Linked DNA regions of Mus musculus: region 2 is linked to region 1. Evidence: chromatin contacts called from public HiChIP or PLAC-seq data. All regions are on one chromosome and are shown on one strand. The core of a region is the stretch at or near the end of the contact, and the rest is flanking DNA. Distances in the headings are between cores, read along the strand shown. Region 1 holds the start of Hmgcll1 (3-hydroxymethyl-3-methylglutaryl-Coenzyme A lyase-like 1). Region 2 overlaps Hmgcll1 (3-hydroxymethyl-3-methylglutaryl-Coenzyme A lyase-like 1).

Evidence for each region. HiChIP or PLAC-seq counts read pairs in DNA pulled down with a chosen protein or histone mark.
Region 2: a contact with region 1 is called in an HNF4G HiChIP or PLAC-seq map of pancreatic cancer cells. The contact joins the enhancer-like site here to the promoter of Hmgcll1 in region 1. A contact is called at or near these places in 3 of 39 promoter capture datasets (the C10 cell line, liver and pre-B cells), 3 of 484 Hi-C or Micro-C datasets (the C10 cell line, nephron progenitors and pre-B cells), 4 of 115 datasets of contacts at active chromatin or transcription factors (embryonic fibroblasts, large pre-B cells, neural progenitor cells and 1 more) and 4 of 9 other capture datasets (adipose tissue, embryonic stem cells, liver and 1 more).

What each region holds. Positions count from the first base shown.
Region 1 is chr9:76,013,172-76,018,185 of GRCm38.p6, forward strand. Hmgcll1 (3-hydroxymethyl-3-methylglutaryl-Coenzyme A lyase-like 1) reads left to right here and starts at 1,806. Exons shown (of 9, transcript NM_173731.2): 1 at 1,806-2,011. The coding sequence starts at 1,904.
Region 2 is chr9:76,059,610-76,065,056 of GRCm38.p6, forward strand. The region is part of intron 3 of Hmgcll1 (3-hydroxymethyl-3-methylglutaryl-Coenzyme A lyase-like 1); the gene reads left to right. Among named protein-coding and RNA genes, the nearest start is that of Hmgcll1, 47 kb to the left of the region's middle. Within about 2 kb of position 1,507, at least 14 of the 459 cell types and tissues checked have an H3K27ac peak or open chromatin away from gene starts, as enhancers often do. A contact at or near this core is called in pancreatic cancer cells, where this site is marked.

The sequences.
Region 1 (5,014 bases), core at 556-3,055:
GAGCTGGGGCTCCCAGGTCAACCTATCCAATGAGGAGAGAGAACTGCACCATGTGCCTCAAAGCTCGGTGTTATCTCGATCTTTTTAGGCTTGTGTACAGAAAATAAGATTATTCATTGCTCAACTCTAAAAGGGATGTACATATCACACTCCAACCCCCAGGGCTCAGGGAAGAGAGAACATTAAGACTGTAAGAACCCCAGGCAGAGGATAACATCAAGGAAATAGTGTTTTCCGGGTACAACAGGGTAGTTGCATAAACAAACTCATAGCAACTGTTAACAGCATGCACAAGACCAGCACAAACACCAGCCAGACAAAAGCCCGGGGGAGAGCCGGGAAAGTAGGTATGAGATCCCACTGAGTAGCTAGCTGTTGGCACCGGATGGCTGCTTAGAAAGGGAGAGTCAGTTGCGCACCCACCAGGGCAGTTCCCTTTACCCAAAATAGTTGGGCAACACAAACAGGACTTGATGGGGGGAAAAAAATGTAACAAGCTATCCTAAAGTTGGATAAAAGGGATGAAGAGGTGGTTGGGAGGATTTGGAGTACAGGGCGTGAATGTGTTCAAAAGATCTTGTATGAAATTGCCAAGGAATTAATAAAAATATTCTTTATCCAATCTGGGTGGTGAATCCCTTCAAAATCTGTTCATATTATGTCTCAGAAGTTAGTCGTTGTATATATACGCCATCCTTTGTGCAAGCTTGTGCACCTGGGCGCTCTTGATTCCTCCTAGCTGTGGAAACAGTAGGGCCAGCTAGCTCTCCCTGCACAAGACTGTTCCTGACGATTGTGTGCTATCAGCTGCAAGCTATGGACTCCACGCTGAAGAGCATTAGAGTGTTGCAATCTAAGTGTGCTTATGAAGTAGGCCGAATGAAGCAGGGGTTATCTGATTCCAAGGCTATCATATAAATCCAATAATTTATATTTATAATATATAAACTTATATATAAATCAAACATACTTATATAGAAACTAAATATACATTTATATTATAAATATTTTATAAATATATACATTAAAATTTATTTAATTTATAATTACTTCTAACTTCTGACAGGTTGTTTTTGTTTGAATGAAAGAAAAGCCTTTATGAATTTAGTTATTGCTTTTTTCTTTCTTTCCTCCTCCTCCTCCTCCTCCTCCTCCTCCTCCTCCTCCTCCTCCTCCTTCTTCTTCTTCTTTTTCTTCTTCTTAAAAAAACAGTTCTTCATACCCAGGGGGATAGTAAAGGAACTTGTGGTGACGCCGAAGCAGACAGTTAAGTTCTAGTCCTAACCCCATGTGACAGTGGAAGGAGACAACCACTAAAACCAATAAATGTAAAACAGCGAAAAAGAATTCAGCATTTCAACATTTATCTTGCACCATCGGCTTACTGACAACTCTTGGTTTGCTTGTTTACCTCCGATATACCCCCCTCCCTCGCCCTTAATTTAGGGTTTGTGTTTTTTAATACCACAAAGCGCCTCGGCAATTTTAAATAGAGTTTTGACATAAACTCAAACCGATTCACAGTGCCAACCCTACAGGCTTGTGGCTGGGAAGGAGAGAATGTCTGTAGAGAGCCCAGTGCTTCTTCCTCTCAGAGGCCTGGGTCCTGCCTAGAGCTCTGACTCAGGCGAGCACCTGCAGACAATCAGCCCTGAGAGCACCATATTTTACGGAGGGGGGGGGGGAGTGCCACCCTGCCTCAATTAACTGTCCCCATCCAGGATCTGGCTCTCAGCGCGGGACTCAGGTGCCCGCTACACCCCTGCCTGGGCGTTGCCCAGGAACCGCGCCGCCGCAGTGCAGCTCGGACCCCGGGCACCCGCGGGACGCGCTCCCGGCTCTCACCCGGCTCTCGGCTCCGGCCGTGGGATCCAGCACCGCCCACGGCACCTAGGCTGCTGCTATGGGGAATCTACCATCTGCTGCGAAGCACTGCCTCAACTACCAGCAGCTTCTCCGCGAACATCTCTGGAGCGGAGACTCAGTGGCAGGGGCGCTGGATGCGGCGCAGGTACCACCTTGGGCCTAGGGCGTCCCTACCCCCATCCACCTCCCGTCATCCCTTTTGTCTGTGTCACCTCTGTAAGCCAGGGTCCTGCCTGAGGCCCGTTCTATTGTCAGTGTGTGGGTCTGTGGCTGAAAAGCCTCTCATCTTCTCAGCTGTGAACAGCAGGCGCATCCTTGCTGGCCTAGCAGTTTCCCTACCCCAGGCCTTTTGCAGGTCGCCAACAGGAGTGATCATGTCTGTGCGTGTTCTTGGAAGGGCGGTGCTTTTGTTCTCACTTTCTTCCTTGTAATGTGTAACAGACTACAAACATATCACCTTGTGTGGTAGAAAGAGGATGAAGCTAGGGCACACTAGGAAGGCACAGGACGACGATTAAAATCACATGGTATGTTAGAGCATTGACTATCCCTACAGTGTTTTTGCTTAATGAAATTAAACAAGCTTGAATAAAACCATTACAGACTAAAATTATTCCTGCATTTTCCTGAGAGCTTCATAAAGACAACTCATTGTTTATGTATTTATGATTCCATGTACTACCAACAAACGTGCCAGTTAAGTGAGCATAAGGTATATAAAGAAATTTCCTTTTCACATAAAACCGTAAACTTTAAACATAACAGGAAACAGCAGTAATGGTCGTTACCTAAATGTTGAAACCTGTTATGAGTCAAGGGCTTTGTGAGGCCTTAGGTATCATTAGCCTTTTAATTCTAGGCACCTGTTCACTTTGTGAACAGTGTAGTTCTTGTTATTTTTTTTTATTTTAGTGGGCTGGCCTAGCTTTGTTATGTGATGTTACACCAACAGTTCTGACAGGAGTTATTCATATCCTTATGGTGTGGTCTCAGTTCAGTGCTCCAACATGTGAAATCGAAGCCTTCGATCTACAAGTAGGACTTAGCATTCGTGGGTGGTTTTATAAATAGTTTGCTCCCCATTAATTAGAGTATGAGACTGGAGCTATTTGCAAGAGCCAAGTCCTAGAATGGGCATTCTGCCTATCAACAGATGGCTGGATACAATACAGAAGATATGGCATAATTACCCAATGGTTTATTATTCAGAGAGATGAACAAAATCAAGTCATTTGTAGGTAGATGCCTGGAAATAAGCCAGAGCCCAAACAACTAATATCGCCTGTTTCTCTGTCGCCTAAGGAAGGGACATAAATACCAAGAGGAGAAAATTGGGGGTGGGGGTGGGGTGGAGTTAGGAGACATGGCAAGCATCAGGAGGAAGGAGCAGGTGAGTGGGGGAAATGAGGCTATGAATATGATCACAGCCCACAATATGCACACGTGCAAGGGCCACAGTGAATCCGCTTTTACTAATAAGGCTCAGAAGGATTGACCAGGACCCTCTGGTGAGACCTGATGGTGACAACAGGGAAGTGGAGAGCCATGCTTTATCTTCTCTCATGTCCTCACGGTGGCTGATTTCCATGGAGTCTGGTTTGAACTTCCTGGAATGTTCTCAACATTCTTTAGCGGTCAGTTTGTCTTACGCAACCAAGAATCCCTAACATTTACTTTTCGGGATGAAGTCATGTGACTATTGCTTGGGTGATCCGTAGAGTGGTGTGTATGCTCCAGTGTTCTGATTTGTTCGGGGAAAATGAGAGCTTCGAAGATTACTGCTGAGGCTATGTAAGGTCACGGCTTTCAGACTCTTATGTGCTTTTCTGGAAGACGCTCTAAGTTATCTTAACACCCGCCAACTTTTCTGACTGAGACACTTCCATTTGCCCCTCAGTTATGTCTTACAAAGCATGTACTTGGTCCAGGTCTCTTTTTCCTGTGTCCTTGCTGAGCTCAGTGGCTTCTGTCTGTCTGGATCATCATGCCTGTCTGTCCTATGGCTTATCTCCTCTCACCCTCCTGGCTATTGTTTATATCCCAGTTCTTGGTTTTATATCCTCTTCTCACTTCTGAGCTTTTGTCTATACTTGGATATCTTAACAGAAAGTGATACTCCACATTTCCAACTTGCATCCATGTTCTCTCTCTCTCTCTCTGCTGGCTATTTTTCTGTGGAAAATCATCCCTGGTCTGCACAGAGAAGTCCTCCCACGTACTTAATTTTAATACATTCTGGAAGTCATGTAAGGGGAGGAACACTCAATGTAGAAAATGTGTCCCCTAGATGGGCCTGATATGTTGTTTATGATTGATATGGAGTGGTTCAGCTTACTGTAAGGCAGAGCTATCCCTGAGCAGAAGATAGGTGGTCCTAGGTGCTACAAGAAAGTAGTCTGAGCAAGCCATGAAAGTCAAGCCAGGAGGTAGCCATCTTCATTATCTCTGCATTTGTTCCTGCCTTGGTCTCTACCCTGACTTCCTTCAGTAGTGAACTATGATATGGAAGTATAAGGTATAAGTCCTTTCCTCCTCGGGCTGAGCTGATTTTGGTCATGGCGTTTTATCATGATAATCAAAACACTTAGTAATACACTTCCCACATGTGGGTTCTCTCCAAGATTTCCGGTTGCAATCTCTTCACAACTCACCCCACAAGCTCCAAACAGAGGGCTCCGTTCTGTTACTTTCAAAGCATTACAGGGTCCTGGAATTTCATTCTTTAAATCCTTTCAAGTGTATTTATTTCCCAAGTTCATCAGCACTACCCTTTTAAATTAGCTTTATGTGGCCTCTGTATGAGGCAACTGTGCCTTTCTCTTGTTAATTTCTGTTTTCCCCCTTCAGCCCTCTGTATACACAGTTGAGAGGTTCTGTATTTCAAGTAAAGTCATCCATTAACCCTGTTTCACAACCATCTGTGAATTCCATTATTTCTAGAAATAGATAAACAGAACTACGAACCCCCAGTAGTCCTTCATTCATCTCATTTTAAACTATTCACTTTTATTCTTGCCCTTTTTTCCCCCACAGAGGCCCTCTTTGAGGTCTCTACAAACCATGTTCCCTCTGATTTTCTCATCCATCTTAGAGGATATTTCTCCATTAATTAGCTTTTATTCCATCTTCAGTGTTCAATTTGAATGTC
Region 2 (5,447 bases), core at 257-2,756, 46 kb after region 1:
CTCTCATCTCCCATCATGGTCCTTACCTGATACCCCAAGCCCAGGAGCCACAGCTTTGCCCACTTCTCTTCTGCTCAGCCCAGGCTATAGGCATCTTTGATAGTTTGAATATGCTTGGCTCATAGGGAGTGGTACTGTTATGAGGTGTGGCCTGGTTGGAGGAAATGTGTCATGTGGGGGTGGGCTTTGGAGTTCTCTTCCTATCTTCAAGCTCTACCCACTGTGAAAGAGAGCATCCTCCTAACTGCCCGAGGATGCCAGTTTCTCCTGGTTGTCTTTGTCAAATCAAGATGCAGAACTTTCAACTTCTTCTCCAGCACCATTTCTTCCTGGACGTTGCTATTTTTCCTGCTATGATGATAATGTATCAAACCTCTGAAACCATAAACCAGCTCCAATTAATATTTGTGTTTATAAGTGTTGCCCTGGTAATGATGTCTTTTCATAGCAATGGAAACCCTAAGTGAAGCAGCATTTTTATTAACCAATCAGGAATAACTTGGCAAGGTTTGCACAATAAAAGCTGGTGTGTGTGAGAATTTGCTCTTCCTGAGGCAAGCATATGTTGGGATACAATATTTAGTATTTGAATACATAGAAGTACCATACTAACCCCAACAGGAGAGTGCATAGGTCTTGCTAATATTAATAATAAATAACTAAATTTTCATTTCAAATACTAAATCTTGATATTATCAAAATTCTATAATTTCCCAGTGATTTTAAGAAAGTTGCTAGCTGCATATGTATCAGAAGATGGCCTAGTCGGCCATCACTGGAAAGAGAGGCTCATTGGTCGTGCAAACTTTATCTGCCTCAGTACAGGGGAATGCCAGGGCCAAGAAGTGGGAGTGGGTGGGTAGGGGAGTGGTGGGGGGAGGTTATGAGGGACTTTTGGGATAGCATTGGAAATGTATATGAAGAAAATACCTAATTAAAAAAATAATAATAGAAAAAAATTCTAAAAAAAAGTTGCATACAAAATATTCTTTTCCTAATAAGATGATGCCCATGACTTCACGCTATTACTATTATATAATAATAAAAATTGATTTATAGACTATCCTTCAGACTCACAGATGATGCTCACAGAGACATCTGAAAGAATAAGAATAGAGCAATCTCTAAAAGGCCACACTTACTCTCTTGTAGCTAATGACAAGAAAATATGACAAAAGAAAATGAAAGGAAGACTCCCTATAAGAAGGAACTGGATCATGCCTCCTGACCTTGCTTAAATAAATATACTGGATGGGAATACAAAATGACATAATTTATTCTGCATGTGGTCCCAAGTTGAATCTGGGATTAGCCTACTGAAAATTAATGAGCCCATTTTAAACCTAAAGTAATATTAAATAAGTTGACTGAATTGCTTCGCATAGCTCCTGAGGATATCTGTGATGAGGGGAGATGGTTCTAGAATTGTGCCCTTATCCACAGTGTGCCATGCCTTTGAGTAAGTGATTTAACCTCTCTGAACCTTAGAAAGCCTAGCACACATTCCTGCAGTACAGGATGTGGGTAACCACAAAGGGTCAGTCACATCAATGGTCCCTGTGTGTACATGATCGTGGGGCCTACCTCCTGACTAGTGTTCAATAATGTTTTCCATCATGAGTTTTATTAGTGTGTGCTTGTTTTAAACCTCATATGGTTACATGTATCTAAAGAAAAAAGTGATTTACATAAATCACATAGCCACAAAAGAGCAGTGTTCCCGAATCAAAGACAAATATTACAAACTTCACCTCTCAAAGTCACAGTAGCCTAGCTTTACCTTACAGTACACATGGGGTGTTTTCCCTAAGGCAGCCTTATGGATACACACACACACACACACACACACACACACACACACACACACACATTGTAGTTTGGGCTTCTTTGCATGGATGGTTTAGATTTAACTGCACTTACATTTTAAAAATTTCTCTAAGTTCTTTCATTCTCCTTCTAGAAGAACATCACATAGTACAGACCTTTAAAATAGTATCTGAGGTTAGCATTTCGTAATTTTGCTATAGCAGCTGCGTATGTGTTGCCTGAGTGATTTCTGTTTCTAAAGACAATGTATGAGGTCTGATAGTGTTCTGTGAGTCCTGTGCTTCCCTGGAGCTGATTGTGCATCAGACGCGGGTCATGGGAATAGTCCTCCAGCTAATGTTTAGATTGCTGCTTCTTCACTTATTTCTTTTTTTAGCATTTTAAAGCTTTTTTTTTCCCCTCCCACTGTTTTGTTTGGCAGGAGCTGTCTAACTCACATAGCTTAAAGAAAAGGTCCGCAGTAGCAGGGTGCCATATAAAACAGGATCCTACACCTATAATTTAAATGATCACAGATGATAAAATGCCTGCCATTAAGAAATACATGTTCTTTATAAGTTATCTGGAAAAAGATTTCCTTAGAGTGACATGTAACATAAGAATATTTGAAGTTAGTCCAGGTAGCCCCTCGCTTAGATGGAACACACAATAGCATGAGAAAGAAAACACATTAAAAACAGATTTCCTGCACATTTGGAATGTGTCTGTTAATCGTAAGCTATTGAAATTATTGTGACTATCATAATCTCTAAAGTGAACTAAATTTTTGTGTTAGATATTAACATTTTTGTTTTTATTCACATGAATGCTACTTTGTTTGAAAATAAAAAATAAATTAAGCATATAATACACTATGTGTGTGTGTGAGTATGTGTGTATGCATGTATGTATCAAATGAAATGGGTCAATTTTACATATTATTTGTCCCTGATGAAGCGTTTACCTATTGCAACACATGGATAAGAAGTCTTCCCAAAGGGATAGAAGTGAGTTTTCTTTACAAGAGTAGAAAAAAATGTACATAAAAGATTGTAGCATTCTTTTTTGTACAAGTCACTCTAACACTTAAAAGTAGGATCAAGGTACACACCAACCAGGAGCCCCTGTCACCTGTCCCAGTGCTCATTCTACTGTGGAGGACAAATCATTCTTTATTGAAATGGAAGTACATTTACTAGATTGACAAACCAGGCTTAATTTTTGAAATGTAAGAGAGCACATCTTTTGTATCTGGTCTGCCTTAGCCATTATGTTCTTTATAAGGAGTGTAGATGATAAGATGGTAGGTAGAAAATAATTTTGTGGAGGAAAGAGAGAGAGAGAGAGAGAGAGAGACAGAGAGAGACAGAGAGAGAGAGACAGACAGAGAGAGAGAGAGAGAGAGAGAGAGAGAGAGAGAGAGAGAGAGAGAGAGAGAAAGAAAGAGAAGGAGAAGGAGACGGAGAAGGAGAAGGACAGAAAGGGAGAGGGGGTGGGGCACTTTCAAATTGTTGGCTTAAGAGACATCATTATGTGTCCAGACAACAGAAAGTATCTCAGGATGAGTCCAATCAAAGTATGTCCACTTTGCTTATGGTTTACCTTACATAACCTGTGTCATTTCACAAAAGGGATCCTGGCCAAATTAACTAAGGCCATATTTCTTATTTTCTGGTGTTATGCCAAGAATAACCATATTGAAATAGTCTTAATTTTTTCTCTTCTAAACTGGCATTACTGCTGTAACACATTAATGATCCTCTGTAAAAAGATTGATATGAAGAGATCAAATGGTATATTGTCCTTAGAAGCATGGTCTAAATGATGATATTGGTTTTGCTTATTAATTTACAGGAATGTATTTGTTTTCATACATGTTAGATACATCCATGTTGTCAGTATTTGTCCTCTGGGTAGGAGTGAATGATAATTGATATAAGGTAAATGATACTACATGGTTATTGAAATTAAATGGAAGAAATTTTGCTATGTGAATTCCAGTGAACTTAACACCTATTTCCTGGTGTTACAGGTGCAACAGTAGCCCTTCATGAAAACAATAGATGCCTTTTGTTCTCTCATGCTCACATTTGCTGCATAAGCCACAGCCCCTGTATGTTGTTTTGTTGTTTTAATGGGTTGAATGTGTTTTCTTTCACCGAATGTGTACACGGTGTCATATATTTTATGTGTGCAAATGTTTCTGCATGCATGTACTCATACACATGTAAATTATCACTTATCCCTGACAGCTGAATCAGTTGTGTGCATAAGAAATATTCTATAAGTTTAGTGACTTAAAATAACAACATTTGATTTTGCTTGTGTCTTTGGAGCATAAACAGTTCAGTTAAGACTTTATTGGGCACTCCAGAGACTTATTAGGGACTAGTAGTAAGATGGAGTGGATGATGGTTAGAGCAGAACTCAGGGGCACAAGTAGCTTGGGCAGCAGGGACTGGCTGGGCACTACTATTTCTAACTGTTCTCAAAACTCTCTATGAGTCCTCCACAGTGTGGTCCTTATAGACATCTAAGATGATTTTAGTGATCCAGAAGTGATAAGCTTTTTATAGCCAAGCCTTGTAATCTATATAGCATTGATTTGGCAAGCTGATTAGCTGATATAGTTACAAAGTCCACCAAGTTTTAAAGAAGAAAGAAAGACACCACTTGTTTTGTTTTGTTTTGTTTTGTTTTGTTTTGTTTTGTTTTGTTTTGTTTTAAGTGTGGCTTTCTGAGAAAGGAACTATCTTTGGGGCCATAACTTTTCAAGTGTCACAGTTTTATTTTTAAAAACTGATCTAGAAATAATTTTAAGTATTTGTTTTATTGTAGTAGTAAGTAAAAAAAAATGCAGCTAACAGAGGAACAAAGTCTGCAACCTAAGACCCCTAAACTTAAAGAAACTCTTACTTTAGCCCTGGCATGGTAAGTACTGGCTCTTCATTCTCACTTCCCTATAGCATGTTTCCTTATAAAATTGTTTTGCTTAAGACACAACCCAGGTGGCTACGTGAGGAAAGCAGATGGCTTCAAGAGCTTGCAAAATGACAAGGGCAGTCTCTGCCTCCACAGTCCATCTATTGCTCGTTCAGACCTGTTTTGGTTAAGGCAGATTCTAGGGAAAGACTGTTAAAGGCACATCCTAGGCTTGGCCTTCATCGCCATATCTATTGTGCAGGACTCCAGCACTTCCCTACTGGGTCTGAACACACAGTCCAAGCTAGGAAGGAGAGAATGAAGGCTGGGGATCACTCACTGGAGAATCAGTCCAACATCTTTATAAAGGGTCCAGTGTAGAACTGGACACACCCAACATGACCTAGTTTAACACACTATTACCAGAGAATCTCTTATTTTTGAAGGGAAGAGAATGAGAGTAAAGCCTCTTTTCACAACTAAAGCTGCTGCACCCCCCCCCAAATAAAAAGCAGTAGTTTAGTGTCATTTCATTAGCACAAAATCTGTTTATCACAGGTTGTTACATTAAAATGTTTACCTAAATAGGCAGTTTTTCCTATTGAATGAAAAGATCATATGATGAGTACTATGGTAGCTACTGTGTTATTTAGCATGAATTTCATTTCTATACCGCACCACTGCTATTGCTGTATCAATGGGCATTAGCACATCTCTTT